Linked DNA regions of Mus musculus: regions 2 and 3 are each linked to region 1. A link is a contact called in public Hi-C and promoter capture Hi-C data. All regions are on one chromosome and are shown on one strand. Each heading gives the region's core, a stretch centred on a gene start, on an enhancer-like site or on the middle of the called end of the contact. The rest is flanking DNA. Distances are from core to core; before and after follow the strand shown. Region 1 overlaps Chn2 (chimerin 2). Region 2 holds the start of Chn2 (chimerin 2). Region 3 overlaps 9130019P16Rik (RIKEN cDNA 9130019P16 gene).

What was found. Promoter capture Hi-C pulls out the DNA fragments that hold promoters and counts their contacts. Hi-C and Micro-C count contacts between places; a contact is called where the count stands out from the background.
Region 2: a contact with region 1 is called in a promoter capture Hi-C map of liver, with 7 times the contacts expected there. The contact joins the promoter of Chn2 here to the enhancer-like site in region 1. A contact is called at or near these places in 16 of 39 promoter capture datasets (the 3T3-L1 cell line, the HPC-7 cell line, cranial neural crest and 8 more), 39 of 484 Hi-C or Micro-C datasets (the AML12 cell line, the AtT-20 cell line, CD4 T cells and 24 more), 24 of 115 datasets of contacts at active chromatin or transcription factors (bone marrow-derived macrophages, craniofacial prominence, differentiating embryonic stem cells and 15 more) and 3 of 9 other capture datasets (adipose tissue, liver and pancreatic islet).
Region 3: a contact with region 1 is called in a Hi-C map of cerebral cortex, with 3 times the contacts expected there. The contact joins two enhancer-like sites. A contact is called at or near these places in 17 of 484 Hi-C or Micro-C datasets (the 63-12 cell line, brain, cerebral cortex and 9 more).

Annotation. Positions count from the first base shown.
Region 1 is chr6:54,240,340-54,244,044 of GRCm38.p6, reverse strand. All of the region lies in intron 6 of Chn2 (chimerin 2), which reads right to left. Among named protein-coding and RNA genes, the nearest start is that of Gm15527, 13 kb to the left of the region's middle. Within about 2 kb of position 1,709, at least 16 of the 459 cell types and tissues checked have an H3K27ac peak or open chromatin away from gene starts, as enhancers often do. A contact at or near this core is called in brain, cerebral cortex, forebrain and 3 more, where this site is marked.
Region 2 is chr6:54,038,208-54,041,912 of GRCm38.p6, reverse strand. It overlaps Chn2 (chimerin 2), which reads right to left and starts at 1,981. Exons shown (of 13, transcript NM_001163640.1): 1 at 1,758-1,981. The coding sequence starts at 1,806.
Region 3 is chr6:54,386,256-54,389,960 of GRCm38.p6, reverse strand. The region is part of intron 3 of 9130019P16Rik (RIKEN cDNA 9130019P16 gene); the gene reads left to right. Among named protein-coding and RNA genes, the nearest start is that of Wipf3, 42 kb to the left of the region's middle. Within about 2 kb of position 1,955, at least 22 of the 459 cell types and tissues checked have an H3K27ac peak or open chromatin away from gene starts, as enhancers often do. A contact at or near this core is called in brain and cerebral cortex, where this site is marked.

The DNA of each region.
Region 1 (3,705 bases), core at 460-2,959:
TACATAATCTTTGAAGTTAATTGTAACATACATCTTACACGTCTTACCTTCAGAAGGTACTATAGGAGAGAAGGGAGCATCAGTCTTACCCAGCTGTGAACTTTGTGAATGACAATGACTGATCTGGTAAGACAGGCCCACTGGTGCAATACTGGTACACATAAACACGATGGTGTAACCATCTACTTTCTGATAAGATTGAAGCTTTGCTTCCCAAGACGAAACCTATAACTGACGCCATTTTCATGCTACGAACCTATAGCTAGACAATTCATAGGCCACAGAGAGGGGTCTCCTATGTTCACACTGCCCAATGGTAACATGCTAATTACATACCAATGCCTACTGACATATCGTTACACTCATAGATTAATGCAGCTTTCAACCCTCATCTGAGAAGCTCTTATTCGCAGTAGCTGATGATTAACACAGAGAAAGACTCACAACTGGACGTGGCATGGAGAATAAGAGACTGAAAGATCCTCAGCCCTAAATGGAAGATATGTAGTGTACCCCTTTCCTAAAGGCCAGGGGTCACTGAAGAAGAGGGGAGTAAAGAGGGTAAGAGCCAAAGATAGTAGATGACTCAGGAAGCATTGTTTCTTGGTGCGGCAGGGCAGCTGCGCATATAAACTCACAGCAGTTGTGACGTCACACACAAGACCTGTAAAAGTCCATGCAATCAGCATGGAGAGGGGAGGTGGACATAAAGTCCCGTCTGGAGAGGGAGAGACACTTTTCTTTAAACAACCAGGTCCTAGCACTTGGCCGGGGGTGAGGAGGGGTGAGAAAGCGTGAGCTGTGTAGGCCTTCCTGTCCTCTGCCAAGCTCAGCCATATCATGTGCCTTTCAGTTTGCCAGGGAAAGAAGGTAAAATTGTAAGACAGAAGGCAGGAAACAGAAAGAGCTGTTGTTAACGACGTATGGTTGTGATGCACGCAGGGCCATTGCTGCACTTATCTCTGTGGGTTTTTGTGGTCCACAGGGAACTGCAAAGTCCCTTTGAAATGAGACAGGTCTCATCTGAGTTTGCCCATGATGCTTCCTCACTTTACAAAGCCTGGGTATCATAAGCATCTTCATGCAAAGGATTGGTTATGGTCACAATGAAGAACAGATCAGCAACGTCGAACTTCCCCAGTCTACCTCCTGCTGTCTCCAGCCCAATGCGCACATCTTCCCAAGGTCACCTCCTCAGGCACAAGACTTTCCCTGGTCCTGCCTGGCTTTCCAGATCTTATCCGATGGAGCCCGTTTGACCTGTGTAGACACTACTTGCTGAAGTGTAGTTAAAACAAACAGAACAACAACAACAAAACCTCCATCTGCAACAGTGATTGCAGATACATAATAACTGCCTGCTGACTTAAACAGTGAGAAGAAGGACTGTCCCCACAGACCACCACCCGCAAAGCAGGAGCTGCTTCCTGTGATGAAAAAGCAGCCACTGGGAGAGTTGTGCTTCTTCCTGCAGACATGCCCTGGAATTTCTTTTTATATTCCAGGAGCGGCAGAGCTGTCAGCCAACAGAGGGCTGTCGACATCACTGCCTCCCACGTGTCTACTCTCGTTCCACACCAGACTTTTCCTTCTGTTTCTTACAGCGAAAATACAGCTCAAAAGAAAACCACCATTCTAGTCAAAAGGCCAGGGCTAGCCGCTCAAAATGCTCTTAACTATGAGTTAAGCAACAAGAGACACACTGGGATTACCCATGATGCAAAGCAAGCCCCAACTGTTTCATCGACTACTAACCGTTTCATGTTTATTATCTTCTCTGCTCTTCTGTTTAAAAATAAATAGTAGTCTGGATGACTGACAGGCACAGTTAAATCTACCATATTTCCCTGTGTACATATTTACTAATAACCTCAGTTCCTTCCAGCAAGCACTCGTCCCATTTATTCTTTGGCTCCCTTGCCTCCTACTCCCTCAGGGGGGCTCTTCAGTTAAGAAGAAGGAAGAATTCAGCAGTGTCTATTTAGATCTACTGGGAGCTTAGGGAAATTCTTGCTAACCTTTTTGCATTTCAGGTAGAGCATCGGGGCCATAATGATGCTTCAGCTCTTTGCTGGTTAAACTTCAAACCATTTCACCTTTCCAGAGTACAAAGGCAAAAGCAGGAGGCGGCCATCTCTGAGGGATGAGGTATACTGTAGCCGTGACTTCAGAGAAGTGTAGATTTTGCGTTTTATCTGGCCAGTCTCCAAAGCCCTTAAATTCTACAGGAATGGATGGTATCTGACTGCTGTAGATGCTGCCTAAGCAGTCTCAGAGCAGGATGCCCTAGCTGAGGGCCTCTGGAAAAGAAAACAGGGTTCTGTCTGATCATCATCAACAACAAAACACCCATCTAACTCAGAGGGGGAAAAAAAGCGAATGTCAGCTGCATACCAGATGCAGAATCATCTAAGGAGCTGTTTATATCTGGCATCAGGATTAGGATTTTTTGGTCAAACTCACAAAAACTAGAGTCATCTGAAAAGAAGTAACCTTGATTAAGAACCTGCATCCATAATACTAGCCTATAGGTAAGTCTATGGGGATATTATCTTGATTAATGACTGATGTGGGAGGGCCCAGACCACTGTGGGGTGGTACCTTCCCTGGGTAGGTGGTCCTGACTTGTATAAGCAAGCAGGCTAAGCAAGCCAGGGGGAGCAAGCCAGTGAGCAGTATTCCTTCATGGCCTCTGCTTCAGTTTCTGTCCTGACTTCCCTCCGTGATGGAGCGTGACCTGAGAGTTGCAATCTGAAATAAACCCTTTCCTCCCTCGGCTGTTTTTTGTCATGGTGTTTATCATAGGACTAGAAACCCCAAGCAAGACATTGATAATTGGGAAGGTTAAGGTTAAAATGAGACTTTCTAGCAAAGGGATAACCAGAAGCACAGATGCTGGGGAGAATTGGCTCCTGGATCAATCTACACTGCTCAGGCACTTCTGTGGCTCTTCTCCCCAATTGTCCCAAATGGGTAACCCTCTGTGATGGTTTGTATATGCTTGTCCCAGGGAAGGACGCTACTAGGAGGTGTGGCCTTGTTGGAGTAGGTGTGTCACTGTGGGCATAGGCTTAAGACCCTCACCCTAGCTGCCTGGAAGGGAGTCTTCTCTTAGAGGCCTACAGATGAAGATGTAGAATTCTCAGCTCTGCCTACACCATGCCTGTCTGGATGTTTCCATGCTCCAACCTTGACGATAATGGACTGAACCTCTGAACCTGTAAGCCAGCCTCAATTAAATGTTGTCTTTAATAAGACTTGCTTTGGTCATGGTGTCTGTTCACAGCAGTACAACCCTAACTAATACACCCCCTGATTGTTGTCTTGGTAAAATTATTACCACCTGCTACCCCGCTCATTCTCCCATGTGGGTTCTTGCTCTGGTGATAAACAGCACTTAGGAGATGCTGTGATGTAGCCTCCCTAGCACCCACAGTGTGTCTATCATGTGCTATGTGTGAAGCCTCCCAGTCATGCAAGCCCTCGCCCAGCTCTCCATCCTTCCTGACTGTGGATGCTGAGGTCTGGGCACAAGAGAGGTAAGGAAGGATGATGTGGACACAGCCTGATCAGGTGGCAAAGGCTGTGGAAGGATAGATTTCTCTCTATGCCAGGGTCACATTCCTGGTATTATTCAGCACTGGGGACTGCAGTGATTGGACTGAGAATGTGTTTGAGGCTGTGTGTGATGGGAGGGCTTGGGAT
Region 2 (3,705 bases), core at 732-3,231, 200 kb after region 1:
CTTGGAGCAGCAGAGTCCTCCCAGGGCTGAGTTAGGATTTGTCATCGGGCTTCTTAAGCTGTGTCAAGATGCAGAATTTCCGATGCCACAGCAGCTGTGATCCACGCCTCCAGCGGACCCTGAGATGATGCTGTCTCCTCGCCTTCCTCAGTTGGCCCCCTTGCTACCTTTCCCCCCCCTCAGTCCATCAAACGGGCAGGCTTTGGAGAGGGAGAAACATGTGCTAATAGGAAGCCAACATCTCTGCATCTTAAATTCAATGTTAGTCAACCAAAATGAATTGAAACGCAGCAGCAGTGGTTTGAGGGTACTAAAAATAAGCCTTAGCATTTGCTGAGTTCTCAGAATTAAAACCACAGGCGGTCAACTTGTTGCTGTTCTTAATAAGAGCTGACTGCTCTGCCCACCAGTCCCTACTGCCAGCCGCTTAAACTACCGGACACCTAACAATGCTGTTTTTATTAGTTGGCAGCAGTCATTAAAGGAAATGTCATTTCCCTGGGACTAAACTTTCCCTGGGACTAAACCTGGCCAAAAAAAAAAAAAAAAAAAAAAAATAGCATGTAGCTTTCAAGAGAACACCTACACTGGTCACAGTCACCTTGTGTCTACAATCTGATTAGTTACACATCCATAGCTATGATTCCTTTTAATGCCTGCCTTCCTGCCAGTGCTGCATCTCTTCTCCACTCCGGATTTAATTTTTGGAGAATAAATAAAAGGAACTCAATTGTGGACACCATACAGTAGTAACACACTGAGCATTCCCACCAGGACTTGAAGACTGTTGTCTTGGACCCTTGAGTTCTGTATACCATGCCAAATGTCTTACCAGCCATCCCTTCAGGGTTTCTTATTAAAGTTTTCAGTGACCAAAGGGGTAGTAGAACTGTACCTAATGCATCAGTCTGATTAGAAACCTGTCATGTTCAGAAACCAGAGGGGCTGCCTCCATTGATTCTTATGCATTCACATTCATTATCATTTTTTTCTGTTCAATTAGACCTGCTGATCAACCATAGAAAAGCTTGAAAGCCCTTCTTTCACCCAGCCACATTTAACACTGAAAAAAAAAGAAGCCTTGAAAGTAAAATTACAGCCCCCACCGCCCCCCTCCCGCGCGCACACATGTTCTCTGTGTCTGTCTCACAGTCTCTCTGTCTCTGTCTGTCCCTACACACACACACACACACACACACACACACACACACTCACACACACACACTAAACACGCCAGGAGTCAGAGGCTGGGCTCAACCTCCATTCCACTATCCCACTTCAGTCAGATGAGCAAGACACATTTTCGTCCTGGCTGCTCTCTCAAACCCATACCCCAAGCGAGTGTCTCCAAGGAGCTAATTTCTGAAACAAACAAAGAAATCCGAGTCTGCAAGGAGCTGGGGTTTGCACCCTTCTTTGGCTCTGAGTATCCAAGGTTTCTGGCACCAAGGCAGACAGGTCCCGAGCCCAGCTGTGCCCTCAGCTTCCCTGCGCCTTCTGCCCCTGTTCCAGCTGTGCAGAAAGTGCAAGGCTGCTGGCAGCTACTGCTCGCCAGGAGCCCCAGACTCCAGGTCCGCACGCCTAGGACACCACCGAGTCCCACCACTACACTGTCACCGCTCAGACGCAAAGGTGTTGACCACCTTAACAAGTGTCCCAGTGACGCTCGTGTCCCGCGCCACGCTCTCCTAGAGCGGGAGGGACGGCCACAGGTAGACTCTCCATCCCAGCACGGGCGCCCGCGCGCTGAAACTCACCAGAGGACACGGAGGAGCCGGACAGACTAGAGTTGCTGGATGCTGCCATCTCGGCGCCGCGCGTCACCGCTCTCTCAGTCCTGGTGCGGGCGGCGTCGCCGCTGCCCTCGGCCGGCTGCTCGCAGCCCGCGCGGCCCCCAGCCCATGGCAAAGTCCTGGGGACGCGCGGGAAGCACCGGCCTCCGGACTCTGCCTGTACTTCCTGCTCCGCCAGATGACGCGCTGCCGCCGCCGCTATTTATTCGTGCTCGCCGTCCCTCTCGGCGCCTGGGCGCACTCCGCTGCGGGCGTCGAGGTGGCAGGGGCACAGCGAGGCCAAGGCGGCCGGCCAGGAGGATGGGACCACCTCTCTCGGCGTCCCCGCTGTCCCCGCCGCGGGCCCGCTCCCTGCGCGCGACTGGAACCTGGGCGCCCTTCGGCTCCCGGCACTGACTCTAGGGATCCAGCCTCTCCCGCCGCCGCACTTCGAGCGGCCCGGGCAAAGGCGGGGGAGACAGATAGACAGCGACCTCCCCCTTCTCCCTCCTCCCCAACTCGGCTCGCGCGCGCACACAAAGGAAGGAGAGGAACGCCGGCGCTCCGGGCTGAATCCGCTCGGCCGGCTTGACAGCTCCTGCAACCCTGGCTGCAGGGGGAGGCTGCAGACCAAGGGGTGGAGACCATCAGGACTCGGAGCCTGCCCCGAGGTGTTGGGCACGCCGCCAGGGACGCGAGGCGGGCCGGGCAGCAGTGTACAGTGCTGCTTCCCGAATTAGAAGGGGATGGAGGGGTCGTAGGAGGAAGGTGGTGGGACTGGCAGCAAGCTCTAGGTTTGGATCAGCCACACAGCTCGGGGGAGGGGGTGCAGGGGTGGGGGTACTTCCAGAAGGAGAAGACAAGGTCTCTAAGGATTACGTGCGGGTTTGGAGCAGGCCAGGATGCCACCAAGGCTGGGAAGCGCCCTTCCCATCACCCTTTAATTTGTCCTTTGTTGGTCAGGAACCGAAGGTCCCTGCCCTGCCACAAGAAGCGTCTCCTAAAGCAGAGAGAGCTGATCTAGCTACACTTAAGTACCCCAGACACTGGCAGGGACAGTGCCCCCAAAGTCCACTATGCTTCTGAGACCGGTGCTAAAAGAAATAGAGACATCCCAAAGGTGGCATCGGTCTTACACAAAGAAAGTGGTTCTCTGCCCCTTGGTAGGATCTTCACAAAAGACTGACTCTGCAGCAGGTGCGACTGAATCCTTTAAGGATAAGGAATTGCCTAGGTGTACCGGAGAAAGGGACTGGAGCCGGTGTGTGCCATCCTCCTGTATTTAAACCTAAATTAATTTTACTGGAAGGAAATGTCATGCAGATATATATTTTTTAAAATCCGTTTCACGCTCCCAGCAGGGTAATCGGTTCTTTCATTCCTAAAGCTACAGAAAAACTGTGAAATTTGAACAGAAATTGTTAGATCAAAGGGAAAAAAAGCAAACATTAAAGGAATGAAAGTACTCTCATTATAGAGCAAAACGGAAAGTGTTCTCATTGGGAGCGGCACGATTTGAAAAACATGGCTAAAAAGGACATAGTCCATTTGAAAATGATCAGGAGTGACTCTGGAACAGCAGCGAGGTCCTGGGGGCCTCCACATCGGAAGAGGACCTCATGTACAGTGAATAATAAATGTTAAAGGATCATGATATGCACTCATGTCACATTTTCTACTTGATTTAAAGTATATGTTATATCCCCACCACCACCGGGGATGCCATCCCAGTGTGACTGCCCAACAAGTGCCCCACCCACTTTTGTTTGTTGATTAGTTTAAAGGGGTGGGATGGGGTGAACTTCTTGCTGAAAGCCTGTGGGCCACTTCAGTTACACTGAGCATTTTCTTCCTGGACTCCATTTACAGGGGCTCTTAAGACAGATCTGCCTGGGTCAACTAGACTCAGGTACTGCCAAGTCTCCCTACCCCA
Region 3 (3,705 bases), core at 706-3,205, 150 kb before region 1:
TCTTCTTCTTCTTCTTCTTCTTCTTCTTCTTCTTCTTCTTCTTCTTCTTCTTCTCTCCATCTCCTTCTCCTCCTCCTCCTCCTCCTTTCTTGTTTTTGTTTTTTGAGACAGAGTTTCTCTGTGTAACCCTGGTTGTCCTGGAACTCACTCTGTAGACCAGCCTGGCTTCCAACTCAGAAACCTGCCTGCCTCTGCCTCCCAAGTGCTGGGATTAAAGGTATGTGCCACCATGCCCGGCTCCTCCTCCTCCTCCTCCTCCTCCTTTTCTTATAGTATATCTCATTGGCCTGAAATTCCACCTACAGCCTGCTAGCCATCTGCTTTGGGGTCTGCTGTGTGGCTATTGACCTGCTCCCTCCCTTCCTAGCTTGCTTCCCCTTGCTGACTTGGCTTCCCAAGCCCAGGGCAGGAGGAAGGAAGAGAGATGACAGAATTACAGTGGTCACCATGGTGACCTTGTATTCTCACACTAGTTACAGATGGCTCTTCTCCTGCGTGTCCTCATTCTCCCTGTGTTGTGGGTTCAATTCTCTTTCCTCCAAAGATAGGTGGAAGCTCTAGAGCCCAGTATCTTAGGATGTGACATTATTTGGTAACAAGATCTTTGCAGATGTAATTAAGCTAAAAGGGAAGTCTTCTTGGATTAGGATAGGCCCTATACCCAATGAGTGATATTCCTAAGAACACAGGCATTGGTACGCAGAGGAGAGCGCCAGGAGGAAGGCCATGTGAAAAGACAGTCATTTAGTTACAAGTGAGCAGACACCTGGGTTTGTGGGCAGCTGGCAGGCATTTGAAAGAGGTCTGGAAAAATTCCTCATAGAGGCAGGCCCTCCTCACACTCTGATCTGGGCCTCCTAGCTTCCACATCTGTGAAACACATTTCTTGTTTTACATTGCACAGTTTGGGGCCCTTTGTGATAGAGGCCTTAACCAGCAGACACACCCTAGTTCACTTGCCCTCAGTGCTGGTGTTGCTGCTGCCTGCAGACAATGGGTTCCATTCTTGGTTCCCCGCTGCAACCAGATCACTGCCCTTGCAGGTAGCTCCTCTTGGCCAGGACTTCAAAGGCTCTGTTCCCCAGATTTATCTTCGATGTGGCTCTTCTGGTCAAAGGAAATCTGTGTCCTCCTCTCCCACGTCCACTCCGAGAGCTTAACAGGCTCATTTCAGTGCAGGAGGGCTCCCCGACTCATCCACAAAGAAATTATTTTCCTGGATTTTTTTTTTTCACTCCAAGCTCCTGGTTGTAAGTTAAGTTAGCTTGTCATTAGCTCTGACCTCTCATTGATTAGAGAGCATGCAACAGGTCAAGGCCATTCTGGTGCTCAGCAGTGGATAATAGGCATGCTCCTGTCTCCGGAAATTTCTTCCAGTGATGTTTTAGAACTCTTCTCCCTACCCTGGCCTTTCACATCCTTAATATGTTTGTGAGTCTAAGAGCCTAGGAAGGGGTGTGGACCAGTGGGCAGTTCCCCTGGTTAGTCCTTCCGAGTAGCTGGCTTGTAGCCCATAAAGTCCTTCCTGCATTGAAGGTGTTCTTTTCTTCAGTGAGCATCACCACACTGTACATTGTAAAATCACTTTGTTTCACTGAACCATGTGTCCCTGGAGGTCCTTCTGGGACTCTGCACTCCTCCAGTTGAAGGCTTCACTGAACTCCCTGAGAAAGTTTTTTCCACCTTTATTTTATCAGCAACACTCTGATTCTCTTAATGTTTAGTGTGTGTGTGTGTTGCAAGCAATATGAAACTGACATCTCAATTTGTATGTGCAGTTGTTTCTCTGCATTAGAAAAAGACTGAATTGCCTAGTTATAAGCTACTGGCCTAAACCTTTTAATTCATTCTGCCCATTGCTCTGTGGCTGGCTTGGCCCCTTGAGCTTCCCTTTGCAGTGGGGTTAGACAGTTCTTGGAGTTTGCCTCCAGACATTCGGTTACTCAGAGCTTTCTGTGCTTTTTGAGCAGCCAGCCAATTCTCCCGCCCCTGCCTCCCTCTCACTTCGGTAGTGCAGGGAACATAGGCTTCAGCCCCTGCATCTGGATTTTTACATGGATTCTGAGACCCAACTCGGGTCATCAGACTTGCAAGACCATCCTTCTGCCTCCTAAGTCTTTCCCCTGTTCCTCCTTCAACTTACTGTATATTCTGTAAGGCAGAAATCAGGAAGCTGAAAACACAAGCTAGCAGATCCCTCTATTTTCGTGTCTTACCGCCTGTTATGTTGTGAATGCCGATTAGATCCCACAAACAGGATGTAGGCATTGGAAACTAGATGGTGGAAACTGGGCAGGGGCATCTTTTAGTTGCCTTTTTATGGACCCAGATCAGGCATAGGCATAAGTGGAGTTTGTTTCCTTCCCACCCTGGAAGTGGTCCAGTGTTCATTCTCCAGACCTGTGAGTGGCATGCAGTCATGCAGGAGCCATGGAATCGCGGCCCACTGACTCCTGTTTGGTCCTGCACCTCAGTTGGGAGGCCTTTTTCCCCCCTTATACTCAGGACTTCCAAGATAAGCGTCTTGATCTCTTGGTTTTGTACCTTTTTAGTTGGAATAGGTGTGGCAGGGTTCCAGACCGCTCAGTTCTACAGCATTCTGGGGTCATTCGTGGGAGTCTACCATATGGCCTCAGTCAGTTTCTCTGTATTAAGTCCCCTTCCACATACAGTCCCTAGGTGTGGTTTGCTTTCTCTTTCTGTATTGACTTGGCAGATGCAGGCTTGCCACATTGCTTCCCATTCTCAGTGATAGACAGGAACCCTGTTTAACCTTAGTTGCTGGTCTCAGCTTTCCTGTGGGTAGATCAGGTTGGTAAAGTTTTGGTATTCAGCACAAGAGATTTTTAATACACACACACACACACACACACACATCTGCACCCACAATGTAACAGGTAGTAAGGCATGAAAATAGAGGGATTTGTTTGCTTGTTTTTTTTAAACTTCCTCAACTTGCTGATTTCTGCTGTATATATAGTATACATATAACACACACACACACACACACACACACACACACACACACACACACACGAACTGACAACTGGAAGAGGGAAATCCTAAGTTGAAAGAGATCTCAGACTAAGAGGTCTATATCCTGCCTCTGGCCACGGCTCTACCCTGTTCTAGTCAAATGACCTTCAGTAAACTCCCTTTCTTGGGACTGAGTTTCTTTCTCTTTGAAATAATGAATTCCAGCTGTCTTCCAAAGCTGATTTTAGCTCAAAGACTCTGTTCCTACAAGGTCATTGTGTGTGATATTCATCAGAGGGCTTGGTGCTATATAACCTCACCCATCGAAGCAGCAGCATCCTTGCAAATGGCATGCTCACCCACTTGCTCACCAGCCTGCTAGCCGTAGTAGGCGCTAAGTTGCTTGCTCTGTCTGCTTGCTGTTCTGTTTTCTATTAATAGTAAATTGATGTAAAATTGCTGTTCCTGAGACTTGGAGATGTTGCCATTGGAAACAGGCTCAATTCATCCACATAACCATTAAAAAAAAAGCAAGGTAAATGTCATCGTGAAAATGGCAGTTTGTTTTCACAGACTATAGACACCACCCTTTGAATTTGAAGGCTGGCTCCAAAGGTGTATGTCCCCCCATTGCCAATGCTTGGGGCAGCAAGGGCTAGCCGTGTCTTTGACTCTTGGTGTCTGACACCATATGAAGAAGTCTAAAATGAACACTGGTCTTCCCTGCTT